Regions from separate parts of the Lactuca sativa genome. Here region 1 is linked to region 2. A link is a contact called in public Hi-C data. All regions are on one chromosome and are shown on one strand. Each heading gives the region's core, a stretch centred on a gene start, on an enhancer-like site or on the middle of the called end of the contact. The rest is flanking DNA. Distances are from core to core; before and after follow the strand shown.

Region 1 (3,815 bases), core at 1,080-3,579, 150 kb before region 2:
ATTGTAATACAGTCACTTTAAGGGTGCTAAAGTCTAACATTTCAAAATAGTGATGAAGATTACAAAAAAAAAAAGGTTATAAATCTTGGATGATGTAGTGTTGGAGGGTAGGGATAAAAGGGGTGGGTCGAAACCCGGAAGAAGGAGACATGAATATTAGAAGGGGTTGAGGGGTGGAGGAGGGTTTCCCTTTCCACCATCAAATTTCTTGGCATCGGTGGGTTCTGTTAGAGAAACATGGTCCTTGTATGTAATTTTGAGATCAAGAGGAGAGAGCATGTAAAGAAAAGAAGATAGAAATTTATGTGTGTGTGAGGGGTATTTTATTTTCTTTTTTTAGGCTAAATTTAGAGAGCATGTAAAGAAAGGAAGAAGAGAGGAATGTGTTGTGTGCGTTTATTTTCTCTTTTTTTAGGCTAAATTTAATTAAGAAAAAATATATAATAAAATAGAAATGGTATAACAAAAATTATATATGAGTAATGACCAACCATGCCAGAAAATATAACCACGATGACCATTCATATAAAAATAAACACAGGGACTATAGTTTTGACATGTGGTAAATTATATGGACCATTTATATAATTTTGTACCCGCATATATGACAAATACATTAATTCATGTACACTTTATTATTATTATTATTATTATTATTATTATTATTATTATTATTATTTAATTATAAGATTTTTTTTAGATTTTATTACCATTAAAATTAGTTTTCATCAATCAATCATTAACAATATATATATAGGGTACTCCTAAATCCTAAACACACGAATAAATTTTCTTATCGACAAAAAAAGAACTAAAGAAGACGGTTACGCAAAGCAAATGATGAAGGGACATGGTGATGTGTTCTATTGCCAATTCCAATCTTTGTTTTTTCTTACTCTACAATCTACAAGAAATATATATATATATATATATATATATATATATATATATATATATATATATATATATATATATATATATATATATATATATATATATATATATATATATATATATATATATATATATATATATATATATATATACAAATAAAAAAAAATCCATTTGACATTAAACAAATTTCCAACCAAAAAATACATATTCAATTAGTTTTGTTACAATACCAAAGAAATAATAACAATAATAATACATCTATTTTCAACACTAATTAGTAATTACCCACCTAATATCGATGATTTTCGTGTTATGTTTCAAGATAAGAAATGAAATCAATAATCAATAACCATTTTACATTACGGAGCATCCTTGTGGATTTTCTTCACTAAAATAATCATGACGACTTGCAATCCCATTATACCCATGATCATATCCATATCCATGTCCATGCCCATGTCCATATCCGTACCCATGCCCATACCCGTATCCAGATGGTTGTGATGGTGCCGGAGGCGGATAGCTTCCACCATAACCCTCGTATCCATATCCAACCACCGCGTAATTTGGTGGATACATTTGTGGATACCCATGAACCGGCTCCACCACCATTTTTGCCACCTCCGGTTTAGGTTCAGATTTTTTGGGTTGCGGCGGCGGCGCGTCTCCTTTTGCTGCTTTGGGCTTCCCGGCGGCATCTTTGGGTTTATCTTTATCTGAAGGTTTGGAGTCTTTGGGCTTTTCAACAACTACTTCTATCTTCTGAATCGAGCTTCCACCTTTGTAACAGAGTTTATCCCTGATCTTTTCAGGGCTACAACAGACGACAGTGATCTTCACCTTGTTTTTTTCCACATCATATTCCTGATCCCTTATTTCTGTTAATTAGTTTCCATAAACACAATACGAATTCAGTTTAAGCAAATGCGATTGTGGATTGAAATTTGAAAAAGGAACAAGTAGACTGACCAGGGATTTTACAGAGAATTTTCTTAACTTTCTTGTAGCAGTCGGAGCACTTGAGGTCAACATCCAGCACCATTTTCGTTACCTTTTCATATCAATCAATAAAGTCAAGAACTTGTGATCCGAGAGCAAATGCATAAACCCTAATTGGTAAATTGGTGGGGTAGATACATGATACATCATACATTACATACATATACATTGAGCGGAAATGATTAGAAGACGAATTGGAATGAGTACCTTCTCATGATGCGGAGCCATTGGTGGTCGGAGATGTTGAGATCTGGTGGGGAATGGAGGGTGAAGATAGATAGAGATAGAGATAGAAATAGATAAAAGTGTATTGAAAGAAAGGGAGGGAGCTGTTTGGTGTACTGTTAACCTAATAAAGAACTGCTTACATCTCAGCAATGTGAAATGGAGGATCAAATGTCATTATGCTGATTATTTTATTAATTAATTACAGGTTTTCACTGGTGTATCAATGATTATGTTCTAGTTTTTATTTGGATGGAATCTTCCATTCCATGTTCAGGCCGACTCTATCCATGTACACACACCAACACGAATACAGACAGCTAATCATTTAGATTTGATTGTCTGTATCTGTAAAGACATTATATTATGCTCATGGTTTTTTTTTTTTGTTTTTTTTTTTTTTTATAGTAGTCCAAGTGACAACTTTTAACAATATATATTCCTAAAACGTAAGTTTTCATCTTTTAGCTATCATTTATTTTTGTCAAACACATATAACAATCTTTGTTATTCCAGGTATAGTGAGAGACGATTCATTTTGAAGGCTAACATGTTCAATTATGGATTCCAATTTTCATGTATTTGAAACTATTAGAGAGAAGGAACAACAATGATGAGAACCAGTATGGGGTTGCAAAATCTAGAGGACGTTTTTTTTAGTGTTTAAATAAGGATATATTTGTAAGATTGTCTGCATTATTAATGAACACTTTCAAACAAGTAAAAAGAAGAAGAAAAAAATCTACTTAATTAAATCAATATTTTTTTTATTATTTTATCAGCGATAAACAAACACAATAAACTAATAAAGATATTATGATCATATGATTGTACCCTATCAACAATAAATTAGTAACGTCTGCTTTCTTATTTTCTTTGTGTTCGTCATATGTGAGAACAATATTTGGTAAAAGAAAAAAAAAATGTGGGCCTACACATTTGGAACGAAGTTTTAGTGTTGTAAGTGACAAAAATGGGTAAACCCAATCATATGGCCCAATCAACAATTGGTACTTATGTAGATATGACCGAATTATGTGACTTATGGAGCTGTCAGTCTCCTTGATTAATTAATCTGTTTCTGACATGTCACACTAACCAAGAGAGCATGTAACGTATGCATGCAATTCACAAATACTTAACGAAGAATGCATTATGCATATTTATGTTGCTGCCAATTTCATACACGCACAAACGTTTGATATCAATTAATGAAACTGCAGTACCTGGATGCCTGGTTATTGCAGTCCCTAGGTCTCTTCGTTGAATAAAGATTATGTTTATTTTTAATGGGAGTTAGATTATTATAGCGTAATAAACTTTTGCTCCACAACATAAATTATAAATTATGTTTAGGGTTATTGCATTTTGTTAAAAATTTAGTATGCAGTGGCTATTACAGCATTTTTTTGTCAGGATACTATTGAATTTTTTCAAAAACATAAAAGGGCTTTTCAAGTAAACTTTAGAAAATTATGGTATTTTTTTTTGTAGGATCATTTTTTATGAATAATCCTTGTGGTTCGGGGTGATTTGTATGCCTGGTTTTAAACTTATTTTTTCTTAATTCGTTGAGTCCATAAGGTATTATTTTTATTGTGTAGTTGGTCTCTATCTAACATAAAAAGACTATTTTGTCTTTAATATTTTTATAAATTATTCTATTTATAATATAATTAACCCTTATTTATATTATA
Region 2 (3,731 bases), core at 1,102-3,601:
CCCTTAAGGCTAACTCCATTGTATATTTGTTGTTACCGTTAATAAGTCTCCGTTAAATGGGTGTAAAATGACAAAAGTGCTTCTATTCTTGTTTTTTTGTCATTTTTTTAAATGATTGACCATTTCTGCTTCTTTTCATAAAAAATAATAAGAAACCTAAAGATGTTGCACCTCCATTGATATCTCTCTCACCTCCTCTACTCCACCATGAGGAATCTCTCTCTTTCATTGCTTTCTCTATTGGTAATCAATGGCCTAATTGTCTGCCTTTCACATCTATCATTTCTTCCTTGATCCGTCTTTCCTCCACCACCTCTCTCATCTTCCACCATATTTTATCCTCCAACGTCTCCTCCCTTCACCTCCTACCAGGGGTAGTTTTGCTTGGTGTCCAATAGTGACACAGACAACACAAGATCTGTGTGTACACAGTACAAGAATTTTCAAAATTTTTGATTTTTTTGTTATTGTGCTATTACGTAAAAAATTATGTGTCACTGCGTAAGAAAAAAATATCACCCACAACACCTTCTACGAAATCATGCTTCCCACATGACACATGGAACCCTTCTGCCCTTACTTCTAATGTCTCATGTCTTTACCTTCCATGTTGATGCCCTGATTCTTTCCCCTTCAATGGTGGTGATTGGTGTATGTTGGTGATTGGTGGTGGTGATGTTGGTGCAGGATGATGGTGATTAATATCGGTGGTGATGGTGATAGTGATGATGGCGCTGAGCCAATTGCGATCATTTATAAAAATGGTCCTTTTATTTTAGAAAAATAATAGAAAAACAGAAAGTTAAATGAAGGGCATATTGGTCTTTTAATTTGGACATAACGGAGTTAGCCTAAAAGGACATCCGTTGAAAATTTTGGAAACCACAATGACATGCCAAATCAATTTTCTAAAAGTCAAACAAAATGTGGAGATTAAGGATCACCACAAGGACCAAAACTGTAAGTTAAGTTATATTGGTGGTATTATAGGGATTGAAATTTCGAAATAATAGTCAGTGGATTTAATGAGGTTTTGCACGGACTCCCGGGGTACGCGTAGTTGACCTGGCATTTGAGATCCTACGTGGGGGAAAAAAGACACTTGCCACATGTGCAGTTTTGTGACAGAGTGTGGCAGGCCTTGTTATGGCGTGTGATATTCACAGCCCTTCCAAAAGTTAAAAGCAACAACTCAACCCCCACCAATGTAATAAAATAATATAAAATACAATAAATGTAAAATCCCATTATATTTAATACGAGTAAATGTAAATACTCAATAAAGAAAAAAGATTAATCATTTTCAATGGCCGCAATTAATTAACGTCTTTGGGTATATATATATATATATATATATATATATATATATATATATATATATATATATATATATATATATATATATATATATATATATATATATATATATATATATATATATATATATATATATATAAAACTACGATTATAAAACTAATTAAACTTTTATAATAAAATTTTTAATTATTAATCAGTTATTTTAAATAAATTATTAATTAAGAGATATATCAAAAATTTAAAATTATTACAACTTCAAATTTAACATATAATTAGAAAATTTAAATTTGAATTTTGAAATGAGTTGTCTAATATATCTACATGATACATGACATAATATTAATGAGAAGTTATATTAGAGTAACATTTGGCAAAATAATATTAAAACTATATATTTATTAGAATAGAGATAGAGATATATAAACCATTGCTATATGTCGTATTATACATAAACCATTGCTATATATTGCTATATGTCGTATTAGTTATGGTTTAAACGATTTTTCCATAGTTAATCAAGATATTATATAAATTACCATTCAAAGTTTATCATACAAACAAATTTAATATATTTACATATATATATATAACTATATGCTAAAAGCAATATATCTTAGATCAATGTTTATTTTACTTGATATATATCTTCTATACAAGATAACAATATATTATATATTCCTCAAATTCAAGTAATTTATTTGTTATGTTCTATTTACAAAAAAACATAACAATATAATTACCTATTCATTTTAAAAAGGGAAAAAAAAGTTACACATTACCTTAATTGAATATAAAGGTACATACATATACCATCTAATATGATAATTAGACTAAAATATTTCATTAATACTGTAAGCATTTGACCTACATTTGAAAAAGTGTAAAAAAATGTAATATAAAGGAGTATAATTTATGTTATCTAAAAAGTAAATTAATCTATTGAATGAATAATATTACGTATATATAGAATATAAAGCTTTGTGTAAACCCATAAATATATGTTTGTGCCTATATATATAAAAAAGAATGAGAGGCTTTTAATGAGTTGCTTATTAGTTCGAACACCTGTATATAAACCCATGTACTAATGTACTATAGGAAGACTATCAGACCCCATTTCTCAAACTAAGTGAGCTTTCTACTTTCGTCGTTCTACATATATAATGGCTTCAAAAGCCGACGCCGACCACAAACAAAATGGTCACCCTTTACCACCGGAGTGTACGGTGGAAGAGGTGGCGCTGGTGGTGCCTGAAACCGATGACCCGTCGCTACCGGTGCTGACATTCCGGGCATGGACACTCGGAGTTGCCTCATGCACCGTTTTGATTTTTCTAAACACTTTCTTCATATACCGAACTCAGCCGCTAACCATCTCCGCCATCCTCATGCAAATTGCTGTTTTGCCGATCGGAAAATTCATGGCCGCCACCTTGCCGACGAAGGAGTACCGGTTGTTGGGTCGTAGCTTTAGCCTGAACCCGGGTCCGTTTAACATGAAGGAGCATGTGATTATCACGGTGTTCGCCAACTGCGGCGTTTCAATGGGCGGAGGGGATGCGTACTCCATCGGAGCCATTACTGTTATGAAAGCTTATTATCGACAGAGCTTGAATTTTCTCTGTGGTTTGATTATTGTCTTGACTACTCAGGTATAATTAATTAACTCATTAATTAATCTTCATGGGTTTTCTTTAATTCTTCTTATTTCAAATAAGAATTTAATCGATTCGTCTGTCTTTGTTCAGATTGTGGGATATGGATGGGCCGGAATGTTGAGGAGGTACTTGGTTGATCCGGTGGAAATGTGGTGGCCGGCGAATCTTGCTCAGGTGTCTCTCTTCAGGTATGTTTTCAAACTGTTCATCCAATTTAATTATTATTACTTTTAACAATCGATTAAAACCTGATACTTCAAATTTCAACCTTTGTTTGCTAAATATACATTTCAAGAATCGGACTTGATTTCCTCATAAAGTATGACTACTTTTTAATGTTCTTCACTTTAATGATGGCATCAAGAATATCAAGTATTCCATGAGATTGAGTAAATAAAAATGTTGTTCCATATTCCATGACGAGTTGACGACTGTTTTATTGGAGAATTTCGAACTCTTTTCAAAAGTGAAATCAAACAGAATCATTTCTATTCGAAATCAGTTCAATTGATTCTCCTGTTTTGTTTCAGAGCGCTACACGAGAAGGAGACGAAAGCACAGGGAATGACAAGAATGAGATTCTTCATGATCTTCCTGGTTGCAAGCTTTGCATATTACGCATTTCCCGGCTATCTTTTTCCGATCTTGACTTTCTTCTCATGGGTATGTTGGGTTTTTCCGAACAGTATAACAGCACAGCAGATCGGCTCCGGTTACCATGGGCTAGGCGTCGGCGCTTTCACCCTCGATTGGGCA

Evidence for each region. Hi-C and Micro-C count contacts between places; a contact is called where the count stands out from the background.
Region 1: a contact with region 2 is called in a Hi-C map of leaf, with 4 times the contacts expected there. The contact joins the promoter of LOC111921650 here to the promoter of LOC111920790 in region 2. A contact is called at or near these places in 2 of 4 Hi-C or Micro-C datasets (both in leaf).

The regions. Positions count from the first base shown.
Region 1 is chr7:16,781,583-16,785,397 of Lsat_Salinas_v11, reverse strand. It overlaps LOC111921650 (protein PYRICULARIA ORYZAE RESISTANCE 21), which reads right to left and starts at 2,329. Exons shown (of 3, transcript XM_023872358.3): 1 at 2,101-2,329; 2 at 1,864-1,945; 3 at 1,065-1,772. The coding sequence starts at 2,121. The coding sequence ends at 1,249.
Region 2 is chr7:16,634,196-16,637,926 of Lsat_Salinas_v11, reverse strand. LOC111920790 (oligopeptide transporter 3) reads left to right here and starts at 2,351. Exons shown (of 5, transcript XM_023916658.3): 1 at 2,351-2,969; 2 at 3,066-3,163; 3 at 3,506-3,731. The coding sequence starts at 2,481.